Linked DNA regions of Sus scrofa: region 1 is linked to region 2. A link is a contact called in public HiChIP or PLAC-seq data. All regions are on one chromosome and are shown on one strand. The core of a region is the stretch at or near the end of the contact, and the rest is flanking DNA. Distances in the headings are between cores, read along the strand shown.

Region 1 (6,275 bases), core at 113-2,612, 67 kb after region 2:
CACATAAAGTCATCCATATTAATGTGTGCATATATATTTTTTAAAAAACAAATTATGTGTCTTTGGACACTTTTTTTCTTTGATTTGTAGTATATGCATTTCATGTGTTGTCAGTGGCAAAACACTGTCTTATTTTATGGATATCCCATTGTGCATTTAACCAGTCTTCCATTGTTGGGCATTTAGGTTGTTTGAACATTTTAGCGTTTATGGATGGTTTTAGCTACAGGAATGTAGCTAATTCTTGATTAATTCCTCAAGATAAATTTTAGATCACTTAAAACTACCAGGTGACAGTTCAGGTATGTTTTTTATTTTTTTATTTTTTATTTATTTATTTATTTTATTTTCCCACTGTACAGCAAGGGGGTCAGGTTATCCTTACATGTATACATTACAATTACATTTTTCCCCCAGCCTTTCTTCTGTTGCAACATGTTTTTTATTTTTTATTTATTTTTTATTTTATTTTATTTTTTTTGTCTTTTTGCCATTTCTTGGGCCGCTCCCTCGGCATATGGAGGTTCCCAGGCTAGGGGTCTAATCGGAGCTGTAGCTGCCAGCCTACACCAGAGCCACAGCAACATGGGATCCGAGCCGTGTCTGCAACCTACACCACAGCTCACGGCAACGCCGGATCGTTAACCCACTGAGCAAGGGCAGGGACTGAACCCACAACCTCATGGTTCCTAGTCAGATTCGTTAACCACTGCACCACGACAGGAACTCACAGGTATGTTTTTTAGATGTTCTCGATTTATATTGCTGAGTAGTAGCCCAGAAGAAAGTTGATATGAATTGATTTTCCTTCCAAGAGAGCAAGAGTGTTTGTTTCAGAACATCTTTGTTGAAACTGAGTTTTAATATTTTTAAAAATTTTTGACCAGTTAAATATTCTGCCAGGTGAATGCAAACAGGACACAGGAGATCACACTCCCCCCACTAGAGACCTATTGTCGGGGGTGCCTAGGTAGCTCCTTGCATGTGTTTGGTTTGTCTGTTCTCAGATGGAGTTTGATGAGAAGGACTTAAGACGGGAGATCAGCTATGCCATTAAGAACATCCATGGAGTCAGGCAAGTTCCATTCATGAGTCACCATGTTCCCATCATTTCCATGGTGCCACCCTGCAGCCAGTCAGTGCCCCCCCAAACCTCTGGGTGCCCCGATTGATTGTGAGACCTGGAAAGGGCTCCAGAGTGATTTGCAGTAGCTGTCAGTCTCTCCCTCTGGTCTCCAAGTTCACTCAAGTGTGTATGTGAGTAGTTCTGTGTGGATCTCTTGTATCCCCTTGGGCTGTCCACTGCTCTTGGGTTAAACATTGGTTAAACCTCCCAGTCACTGTGGTCAGGAAGTAAGAAAACTCACTGCAGATTTGCCCTGGGGGGCGGGGAATGGAAGGGAGCTGAGTCACTATTACAGGAACCCACCGGTGCCCCATGAGCCTCCTGGGTCCCCACCCTGTTCCGGCAAAAATCATGGCTCCCGGCCTCCAGTCTCTTGTTGCCAAGGGGTCCTCAGATCACCCCGGGGGGTTCCAGGTAGTGGATGCAAGCGTCTGACCCCCCCAGACTTGCTGTGACCTTGGCTTTCTCGGGAACCGGCCTGTGCCTGTGAAATTGCTGACCGTGCTTTGTTTCTCTCTGACTTATCTCCCCTGCCCCCGGGTACGGATGGTTTTAGGACCGGGCTCTTCACCCCGGACTTGGCATTCGAGGCCATTGTGAAAAAGCAGGTCGTCAAGCTGAAAGAGCCCTGTCTGAAATGTGTCGACCTGGTTATCCAGGAGCTAATCAATACAGTTAGGCAGTGTACCAGTAAGGTATTGGACCCTCGGCAGGGTGACTCCTGGCCTTGTGGAAACGGGGCTACGGGGGTTTGGTATCAGGCTCCCAGTGCTGCTTGGCCTTTGCCCTGCTGGTCCCCTCACCTCTCCTTCCCAGATTGCCTCGGTGTCCAAGAACGTGGCCTCTTCCCAGAGGCTGGGGCGGGCGCGTTTCGGCCTGGGTGCAACCGGGGGTGCCAGACCTCCAGATTCCAGACTGGTGGGCAGGGCGCCCTGGGACCTTGATACCAAGCTTAGCATGTATTGGATGGGGGTTTCGTCGCGCTGTCGCTTTGCTGTCTTCTGGGTAGCAGAGAGGGACCTTGTGTCACCTCCTGGAGGCCAAGCTCCCTACACCTCCCTGCCCATCACCCCTTCTTGACAAAGGTGTGGTGCTTTAAGCACTCCCCAGTCAGCCACTTCTCTGTCCCCGAGGCGCCGAGAAAGCCCGAATGCCAACAGCATAATGAGTGCTCTGTCTGGCTTGGCCCCTAATGGCCTCTGCCAGCTCCCCAGCACCGCCCCAGGGGCAGGGTTGTCCCCCTAGGCAGCCCGTCCTCTGATTCCCCTAGGTCACAGTCACCTGTGTGCCAGTGTTCACAGGCCACTGCCTCCACATGGCAGGACATACCAGCTTCCCCGCGGGCCTGGCTCCCAGGGCAGCACGCTTTGGCCGAGCAGCTGAAGTGCTTCCCAGCGGGCGGTCTATGCTTGCACATCCACCATGGCCGTAGAGCTCTGGGTCAGCCTTCCAAGGCCAGAATTTCTGCTTTGATCCTTCTGTACTCAGTCTGGAAAAGCCCACATTTGCTTCTTAAGCTTCTTCGATTGGAAGAGGGAGGGGAAAGAAACCCAGATGGTTTGGACATTATCGTCACATATAAGAAAATTCAAGGCCTCCCTATATCCATACCTGTTCGGTATGCCCACTCTGACCCATGGCACTTGTGTAATTAAAGCCCAGACCATGCCCACCCCTCAGACCCAGGACGCCTCTTGATCCAAAGCAGCTTCCGGGGCAAATGCGGGCACAGGCTCCTCCGTGCATGTCACTAACCAGCTGACTCTCGTTTCTTCTCTCTCTGTCTCCTGTCCCGCGTGTGTGGCCTGCACTGCCCCTGGGTGTCTCTCTGCCTCATCCCGCCCTCCGCATGACCCAGGACGGGGCTCTTCACCCCCGACATGGCCTTTGAAGCCATTGTGAAAAAACAGATTGTAAAACTCAAAGAGCCAAGTTTGAAGTGTGTTGATCTCGTGGTTTCAGAACTGGCCACGGTCATTAAAAAGTGTGCCGAGAAGGTAACCAAAGATTTCATTATTATCACCTGTGTACTCATCCCCCACCTTCTTCTTCCCATTGTTAGTCTTAACCCCGAGCATCTGGGAAACTCTGCCTCGGCAGGAACCCCCTTCCGTGGGCCAGTGGTACTTGGTGACCTCAGCTTTGCCTCGGCAGTAATGGTGTGGAGGGCATGTCCCATGGCGCATGGGTTCCACTTTTGCAGGTTGGGCCTCGGATGGAGGTAGAAAGCCTTTGTGGCCAGATGCATTTACTAAGCAAGCAACAGGGGTGAGGGCCCGTGCCCATCCCTGGAAAAGTGGGTTTCCAAACTGTCACCAGTGTGGTGAAACACGTTGCCAGCACGAAGACCTGTGTGTTCTTTTTTTTTTAGACCTGTGTGTTCTTACATCATGGGGCCTTTAAGAGGTTTTCCCACAGGTGATTTTGACCATTGGCTCAATTTTCCCTGATTCGTGGCCTCTCCCCAAACCGTGGAAGGTGGGCTTCTGTGTGTTGGGTTTGGTTACCACTGCACAGGCTGGGAGCCCCCAGGGTGTCTGGAGGAATGAAGCCCAAAGTGAGGTGATGGGGAATTTTCTTCAAGGGGGTCCCTCTGAGGTAGATGGCCCAGATGCTGCCTCCATCCTAGAAGGGGCCCTGCGCCCTCCCCGCCCTGGTAGCCCAGCGGCTTTCATTAAACTGTCCTGGCTCTCACCCAGCTGCTGCGTAGGAGGGGGGTAGCCATCACCCGCTGTCTCTGCCGTTTTCCACCTCGAATTGCATTCTCGAAAAGCACTTCTGCTTGTGCGTGGGCACCCTCTCCATCTCTCCAGCCCGCCGTCCCCCCACCTTCCCCTCCTGGTCTCCCAGCCAGAGCGCCTGTGAGACAGGAGCCAGGTGGGGACTCGGTGGGCCCACCCCCTGTCACCCCACCCCTATGTTTTTCCCTTTGGCTCATGTTGCCTCCCAGCCAATGCCGCCACTCTGATTTCCCCCCAGCTCAGCTCCTACCCCCGGCTGCGAGAGGAGACGGAACGAATCGTCACCACTTACATCCGGGAACGGGAGGGGAGAACCAAGGACCAGGTACTGGCCTTTTGTCTTCTTCAGGTACAATTCATATACAGGAAATGTTGGCTGTGCAGTTCTGTGAGTTTTGACAAACGCATACAGCAGGGTAACCCCCACCTCTCTCAACATACGAAGCAGTTCTGTTACCCCTCCAAACTCTCATCTTTGTGCCCCTTTGTCATCAAGCCTTCCTGGACCCCAGGCCCTGGAGACCACTGGGCTGTTCCCTGTTCCTATAGTTTTGCCATTTCCAGAGTGTTCTGTGAACAGACTCTTGGCTGTGGAAGCCTCTTGATTCTGTCTCCCTTCACTTGGCCTCATGCATTCTCTGATGTTTGAGGTGTCCCCAAAGTATGTCTCTCTGTTTCTCTCTCTTTTTTTTTTTTTTTTTTTTTTTTTTTTTTTTTTTTTTTTGTCTTTTAAGGGCTGTACCCACAGAATATGGAAGTTCCCAAGCCAGGGGTCAAATCAGAGCGACAGCTGCCGGCTATAGTCACAGCCACAGCAACGCCAGATCTGAGCTGCGTCTGCGACCTACACCACAGCTCATGGCAATACTGGATCGTTAACCCACTGAGCGAGGCCAGGGATCGAACTCGCATCCTCATGGATACTAGTTGGGTTTGTTACCCCTGAGCCACAATGGGAGCTCCAAAGTGTCTCTTTTGACTGTTGGGTAGTGTTTCATGGTAAGCATGGACCACAGCCTGCTTATCCATTCACCCGCTGAACACGTTGGAGGTGCTTTTTGTGTTTTAACATGGTCTTGTGAAGACCAGTCAAATATGCATAAAGGTAGAGAGAGGGATGCCCCAACTCAGCCACAGCAAGAGTCTCCCCTGTCACCTGCTTGGCCCAGGGCTGTCATTCTGCCCATGTCCTGGGGCCCTGCGCCTGGGCTAGGTCACTTCCCCCCAGTGGCCTGCCATGATCTCATGGCAGCTGGCTGTTCAAACCGGAACCCAAACAAGCCTACCTGTTGTGTTAGGTTGTGAGAACAGTCCCTCTCCCCTTGACATGGATGGAGAATAAACTGGCTCGTTTGTCTGTCAGTGGATTCCCCCTTTCCCTCATATCTTCTACAACCTGGAAGTTTTGTGAAAAGCTGGAGAGATTCCAATTCATTTTGCTGTTGTTGTTGGCAAAAATGTTGCTTTCCCTTCCGTGCTTACCATAGCCCCTGGTTGCCCCAGTGTCAACACTGCTGGGCTCGATCTGAGGGCTCTGGGGCCACAGGACTCAGGCCTTTTAAACCAGTGATGGCGAGCTCCCTGGTTGCTGAGCAGGTTAAGGATCCAGCTTTGTCACTGCTGTGGCTCTGGTTACAGCTATGGCATGGGTTCAATCCCTGGCCAGGAACTTCCACATGCCATGGGCACAGCCACAATAAATAAACCGGTGATCAGTGGTTCCCATGGATGGAACACCCTGACATTTTCAAAGAGCCCCATAAGATTCAAGTGCCTGGCCTGCTTTATGCTTGAGGAGGTGCAAAGTCACTGTAAAGTGACGGGAAGGGCGGGGGACTATTTAAGGGCCTGTCCCTTACTGAGATGTCATCTTGGCTGGCTGCCTTCATGCCCTTATGTTTCATTTTTAACACCCTCACCTGGCCAATTTTCCTTTGCTGTTTTTTTGTTTTTTGTTTTTTGTGTTTTTTTTTTTTGTCTTTTGTCTTTTTTGTTGTTGTTGCTATTTCTTGGGCCTCTCCCGCGGCATATGGAGGTTCCCAGGCTAGGGGTTGAATCGGAGCTGTAGCCACCGGCCTACGCCAGAGCCACAGCAAGCGGGATCCGAGCCGCGTCTGCAACCTACACCACAGCTCACGGCAACGCCGGATCATTAACCCACTGAGCAAGGGCAGGAACCGAACCCGCAACCTCATGGTTCCTAGTTGGATTCGTTAACCACTGCGCCACGACGGGAACTCCTCCTTTGCTGTTTTAATGAGGCTCTTCTAACATGCCAGGCACTACTCTAAACACTGCATATTGTGACTTATTTAACCCTTTGCCCTGGGACCTTAGTGCCCTACTCCACATCTTAGTAACGTGAGGCCTACAGCCAGGCAGTGGCCAAGCCAAGACTGCAGCCCAAG
Region 2 (6,575 bases), core at 2,401-4,900:
GGCGAGAGCAAGAGCCAGTTCTGGAGGATGGTGGCACTGAGCACCTCAAGGCTGCCCAAGGACAAGCCCCGATACCTGATGGGGGTCGGGTATGTGGAGGGGAGGGGAGACAGCCCTGCCTATGGGAAGTGGGTACCTGGTGACCCCTGCCTCTGGGGAACTGGTGGGGAGGACCCTGCCCTGCCCAGGAGGGGACCTAGGAGGACATGGCTCTCTGCTAGGGATGGTTCTGAGGGTGCCGGTCTGGGGGGCGGGGAGTGTGAGGGTTGGGTGTCGGGGTTTGGGGTGTGTGACCAGGGCTTGAGGTTCTCTGCTCCCCTCCCCCACGGCCCCACCCCTAGCTATGCCACCGATCTGGTGGTCTGCGTGGCTCTCGGATGCGACATGTTCGACTGCGTCTTCCCCACACGGACGGCGGTGAGGCCCTTGGCAGGGGAAAGGCCAGCGAGGGATTGGGGGAGCCAAGGTGGGGGTTAGGTGCGTCGGGGGACAACCTGGTTGACAGCCTTCCCCTCCCCTCTGTCCATCCCCCAGCGCTTTGGCTCCGCCCTGGTGCCCACGGGGAACCTGCAGCTGAAGAAGAAGCAGTATGAGAAAGACTTCCGCCCCATAGACCCAGAGTGTGCCTGTCCCACCTGCCAGAAGTAGGGGAGGTCGGAGGCTGGAGGCTGGGGAAGGGCAGGGAGGGGGCCGGACCTGGCTCTGCTGAGCCCTCACCTCCTGACCCCCAGGCACAGCCGGGCTTTCCTGCACACGCTGCTCCATAGTGACAACACGGCCGCCTTGCACCACCTCACTGTCCACAACATTGCCTATCAGGTGGGCCTGTGGCTGGGATGGCTGAGGCAAGGTGGGGGATGGGAGCCTCCCCTGTGCTGGTGGCTGATGCTGACACCCCTGCCCTGCAGCTGCGGCTAATGAGTGCTGTACGCACCAGCATCGTAGAGAAGCGCTTCCCTGACTTCGTGCGGGACTTCATGCGGACCATGTATGGGGACCCCACCCTCTGTCCCACCTGGGCCACTGAAGCCCTGGCCTCTGTGGGAATCACCCTGAGTTGACCCCACTTGGGAGAAGGAGGGAGGGGATGGAAGATATTGAAGTATGTGGTGCTTTTTATTATAACAGAGTGTGTCTGTGTCTTCTTGGGGAGGTGGCCTGTCTTGGTCCCCTTCCTTATCTGAGTGTCACTGGGGCCCATGTACCCCCATCCCGCCATTGATGATAATAACAAGTATCCATAGCAGCAGCTGGTATCCAGAAGTCCTGTATGTAGGAAAGTGCAGCATGAGGGAGTTTCCCAGGTCAGGGATGGAACTTGTGCCACAGCAGTCATCAGAGCCACTGGAGTTACAGTGCTGGATCCTCAACCCTCTGAGCTACCAGGGAACTCCTATTCTCTTCCTTTTTATAGGTGAGGAAACAGGTCCAGAGAGGGGGAAGTCCAGAAAGGGAGAAGGCTCTTTGCCTTGACTCTTCAGACCTGTGGCTTCATCTCATTGTCAGTAAACACAGCAGTGATAGTAAGTGTGATCTAGCAGGCACTTAGACTGAGCCTGGCACTGTTCTCGGTGGTTGTCAAGTGTATTTAATTCATTTTACAGATGAGGAAACTGAGGTTCAGAAAAATTGAGTCACTTGGTCATTACTACCCAGCAAATAAATAGACCTAGGATCTAGTCCAGATATGGCCAGTTACAGAGCTCTTAGAAGGTAAGGTTATTTATTTATTTATTGCAATTTTTTTTTTTTTTTTTTTTTTTTTTTTTTTTGGCTGTACCCACAGCATGCGGAATTTCCTGGGCCAGAGATCTAACTCAAGTTGCAGCAGTAACCCAAGCCACAGCAGTGACAATACTGAGTCCGTAACAACTAGGCCATCAGGGAACTTCTGAAGATAAGGTTTAAGTAAAAAAAAGTAGCACATTTATAGCATCTACAATTTAAATATCATAAAGAATTCAACTACATTTATCAGTTTGTGTATTCTTCCAGAAATTTTCCACCTGTACATTATTTTCGTGAATGTTGCCATCCTTTACATGCAGTTCTGTACCTTGCTTTTCTTCCTTTTCTCAGTGTAGCTCAAATTGTTTATATGTCACTACATGAAAACTTCCTCAATCCTTTTTTTATAGCTGCTACATAGTATTTATTTCATGAGCTCCATGGATGGGCAGTTAGGATGTTTCCAGGTTTCTGCCATCATAGTCAAGGCTGCAGTGCCAATCATTTTGGGCCATCTTTTTGCCTGTCTCTGAGACCTGGGTCTTGGGTCAGGGAGCAGGCCTGTAACTTTGGCCACTCTGCCATCCTCTTACTCATTTTTTCTTCTTTCCCCTGTTACTGCCCTGCCCCCTCAGCCCACTTCCCCACCTCCTTTGCTCCTGGCTCCTTATTGGGCTGCCTCTGGCCTATCTTTGTCCAGAGGAATCAGATCACTTCTGTTAAAGTCAGTCCATCTATTCCCGGCTTCCTTTTTTTTTTGGCTGCACCGTCAGCACATGGAAATTCTCGGGCCAGGGATCGAATCCCAGCGACAGCGTCATAGTTGCCACAGCGTCAGAATTTAAACCCACTGCGCCGGCTGAGGGACCGAACCCTCGCTGCCACAGAGACAAAGCCAGATCCTTAACCCGCTGTATCACAGCCGGAACTCCCCCGCCTCTTCCAAGTGGTCAAGAGTCCCAGTTCCCAGAATCCCCAGCGTTGCCTGCAAAATAATAGGGGAGAACTTTCTGGGGAGAAGTTCCGTTGAGTTTCATTGAGTACTCAAAAAGATCCAAGATGTGCTAAAGTTGAAGAATCAGAGGAACGACGTTGGAGCGTCAGCTGCATCAACACAGGCGTCATCAGACGGTATTCCTACGGGAGGACACAGCATTCGCCAGGGTCTGGAGGCGTGGGAGCTAGCGAGGCCGAGCTAGCCTGCTTCTCCCTAGGAACCACTAATCGCCTGATTCTCACCTTCAAAGTGCACTGGGTCCCCGCGCAAGGAGCTGATTTGTGAGCTCACGGCCAAGACGCATTCTGGGACTTGTAGTTTTTTTTAAGAGCCGAGGAACTCAGGCGTGACCATCACCACTGGGTCCACAAGGTGGCGCACGTTGGCGAGTACTTTGGGTCTACTCTTTGCTTCAGAAGACTAGCCGACCTACGACAATCACAAGTAAGCGCTTGTGATTCTTTGATGGACAGATACATCGTCCAATTAGCGTCAAGATTCGAGGTTAAATCCCACCCTCTTGATTTGTTGGCTGACGGAACGGAGTGATATTTATATAAACCAATGGGAAATTTTTAGGGAACTAGGTAGAGTCGAGTGACAGATCTGTGTTTAAGAATCGATCCTTAATATCACTGGCCAATTTTGTTGACTGGCCGGTCTCCCTGCCAATAAAACTGGCGGATGGGCCTGCCATCCGGGAACTCCCCCAATGGGCGGGGCTAACATGCCTTTTTCCGAAACACCGCCTCCCGGCCTGAACAACTCGCTTCACGCTGCTATTGGCTGTTCTACAATAGCGACAGTTCTCGCGTCCAATGAGACTGAGAGAAAGTCCCCGGGGGGGAAGGTTCATTCAGCTGTAGGTCCGTGCCTCCCTTTCACTGGCTTGGGTGCACGAGCGACAGCGCGGCTGACCAACCGGGGGTGGGGCGAGGGCTTTGGGCGCAGCCCCAGGGCCCCGGGCGGGAGGTCGCTTGGGTCGGGTGTCGCCTGAGAACCGGATGAGGCGGCGACCGTGAGGCCGAGCCGGGAGCGGGCGTCGCGCCGAGGCCCGGGCGGACGGGGAGCAACGGCCGTGGACGCCGCGGGGCCGCGTCGTTGAAGGCAGGGGCGGGTGGGGAGCGCGGGGCGCTCGGGCCGGGGCCACCGGCGCCATGGGCAACCGCGGGATGGAAGAACTGATCCCGCTGGTCAACAAGCTGCAGGATGCCTTCAGCTCCATCGGCCAGAGCTGCCACCTGGACCTGCCGCAGATTGCCGTGGTGGGCGGCCAGAGCGCCGGCAAGAGCTCAGTGCTCGAGAACTTCGTGGGCCGGTGAGCGAGCGTGGCGGCGACGGCGGGCGGGCGGCGGCCTAGGGCGCGGAGGGCGGACCGGGAATGGCGCGCCCTGCGCCGCCGGCGTAACTGCGGCGCTTGCGTGCCCGCGACGGGGACGGGGACAGGGAGGCGGGCCCTGTGGGACGCCCTGGGCGGAGGGCTCCTTGCAGGAGGTGGGGAGCCGGCCCAGGCTAAAGGGGTATCTCATGGGCGAGGGCCAGAAGGTGCGGTGGATTTCTGCCGATTCTCTGGTCCTCAGCTATAGTGGGTGAATTCTACCATATGGTTGCCTGTGTGTCAGGGGCAGGTTCCCCTTCCCTGTCTGTCCGAAACCTGTCACTTAGATATCCATTGGGCCGACCCCTGCGGTCTGACTGGCTGTTCATTTATCTGGAGCAGTTCCTGCCGTCTCGTTGGCTGTCTCTCTGTCCTGGATAGGCTTCTGCCACCACCACCATTTGGCTGTCCATCTGTCCAGTACCGCAGAGCAGCCCCCTGCTGCCTGGCCAGCTATCTAGGATGACCTGTCCTGTCCGGCTGCCCATCCGTGCACTTCACAGACTTTAACACTTATCTCTTCCTCTCTTGGGTTACCTCCAGCTGGCCTCTGCTGTCTGACTGGCTGGCTGACCCTTGGGGACCCTGTTGCCTGGCTCTCCTGGGCTGACTCTAAAGCTTAGTGCCTGGTGAACGCTGGCTCCTCTTTTCCAAGTGGAACCTTTGTCTGTCTGTCCTACTATCTGACCTTCTCCTAATCTGCCTGTTTGTGCCATAGCGGACTGACTGTCTGACCCCACCACTGTGGCAGGGGGTGGTGGAGGATGCAGAGAGAAAGGGAGCTGAAGGGTGAGACTGGAACTCCTCTCAATTGGAAGTAGAACCCTCGGGGGAATCTTTCTCCAGGACTCTTTCCTGGTCCATGTCAGGGTACCTCCATGGCCCTAGAACATAGGGGCCAGCCCCCCAAGCTAAAGCCTGCAAATGTGGGGGGCCCTTCCTGGATCCTGGGAAGGAACTTCTTACCTGATCAGGCAAGATCTGGAATACAGCCTTTTTTGGATAGTTCTGAGAAGTCTCAGTTTGGCTCTCTGTCCTGTGGACATATTCCATTCTGTGGGCTGTTTCCTAGGATTCAGGAAGCTAATGGATGTAATTAGGTTCTTCTCTCTCCCTTCCCCCACTTCTTGCCCTTCTGCCTCCCAGATGGGTGGCCACTTCTCTATTTGTCTAGGAAGGACTCCATTTGTGACTGGGGCTGCCAAATGATAATATCATAGTCATTATTATCGTGATTATTGTTGTTATCAGTGTTAAGAGGTAACGTTCATCCTACAGGCCCCAAGCCAAGTTCTTTCTTGTTCCACTCAGAAGACAGCCTGTTTACCCAAGACCACCAGGCAGGAGGAGCTCAGTGGAGCCCAGCTTTGCTCCTGCCTTCCCAGAGGCCTGGGGGTTTTGCTCCCAGCAGCGTGAATTTCCTCCTTTGCTGCTTTGTCTCTGGCGAACTGCCTTCTGTCTACTGTGGCGGAAAGGCGTGGACTTGGGATCAACCAGGCCTGGGCTGAGCCTTGGGCTGGGCTATGGGCCCCCTGCTTGGCCATCTTCCTGCCTGGCCTGCCCAGGCTTCCAGTGGGCATCCGCAAAGCTCTGTCCATTTCATTTGCCTTGTGATCTTGCACAGATTGTTTTACCTCTCTGAGCCTCAGCTGCCCCTCCTAAAAATGGGGTGATGGACCCTCAACAAGACAGTTGCGAGGATGCAGTTACATGATGTGTTGAAAGTGCTTACTTAGCATGGTGCCTGGCACACAGTAGGTCTGTATGAATGGAGTTATTATTCACCAGGCTGATTCCTTTCATATTGACAACAAAAGCTAGTTAGAATTAAAGTGCTCTAGGAGCTCCCACTCTGACGCAGTGGAATTGGTGGCATCTTAGGAGCAATGGGACAAGGGTTCAATCCCCCACCTGGCACAGTGTGTTAAAGGCTCTGGCATAGCTGCAGCTGCAGCTTAGGTCTCCACTGCAGCTCGGATCTAATCCCTGGCCTGGGAGCTCCATATGCTGCGGGGCAGCCAAAATGAAAAAAAAAAAAAAAGAAAGTGCTCTAAAGTTAGACACTGGGGAGTTCCTGTTGTGGCGCAGCGGAAACGAATCCGACTAGTAACCATGAGATTGTGGGTTTGATCCCTGGCCTCACTCACTGGGTTAAGGATCTGGTGCGTTGCCATGAGCTGTGGTGTAGGTCACAGACACGACTCGGATCCTGTGTTGCTGTGGCTGTGGTGTAGGCCAGCAGCTGTAACTCTGACTCCACTCATAGCCTGGAAACCTCCATATGCCATAGGTGCGGCCCTTAAAGAAAAAATTAATAAGTTACACACTGGACTTCATTTGAACATTCTGAGGCTGGCACTGCTGTGATCCCATTGTCCAGAGGGGAAAACTGAGGCTTAGAGAACCGAGCATTCAGTGACGGATTGAGCGACTCCAGGTCTCTCTCTCCCACCCCCCGCTCCAACCCTCTGC

What was found. HiChIP or PLAC-seq counts read pairs in DNA pulled down with a chosen protein or histone mark.
Region 1: an H3K27ac HiChIP or PLAC-seq map of alveolar macrophages shows a contact between it and region 2. The contact joins the enhancer-like site here to the promoter of DNM2 in region 2. A contact is called at or near these places in 4 of 5 promoter capture datasets (fetal liver, fetal skeletal muscle and liver), 24 of 47 Hi-C or Micro-C datasets (alveolar macrophages, blood, brain and 11 more) and 2 of 2 datasets of contacts at active chromatin or transcription factors (alveolar macrophages and skeletal muscle).

The regions. Positions count from the first base shown.
Region 1 is chr2:69,539,154-69,545,428 of Sscrofa11.1, forward strand. DNM2 (dynamin-2) reads left to right here. Exons shown (of 20, transcript XM_021083818.1): 9 at 1,008-1,075; 10 at 1,683-1,821; 11 at 4,106-4,192. Among named protein-coding and RNA genes, the nearest start is that of MIR199A-2, 16 kb to the right of the region's middle. Within about 2 kb of position 1,363, at least 12 of the 83 cell types and tissues checked have an H3K27ac peak or open chromatin away from gene starts, as enhancers often do. A contact at or near this core is called in alveolar macrophages, where this site is marked.
Region 2 is chr2:69,470,363-69,476,937 of Sscrofa11.1, forward strand. DNM2 (dynamin-2) reads left to right here and starts at 3,651. Exons shown (of 20, transcript XM_021083818.1): 1 at 3,651-4,043. The coding sequence starts at 3,883. It overlaps QTRT1 (queuine tRNA-ribosyltransferase catalytic subunit 1), which reads left to right. Exons shown (of 10, transcript XM_003123209.4): 6 at 1-89; 7 at 342-417; 8 at 535-644; 9 at 732-819; 10 at 909-1,125. The coding sequence ends at 1,061.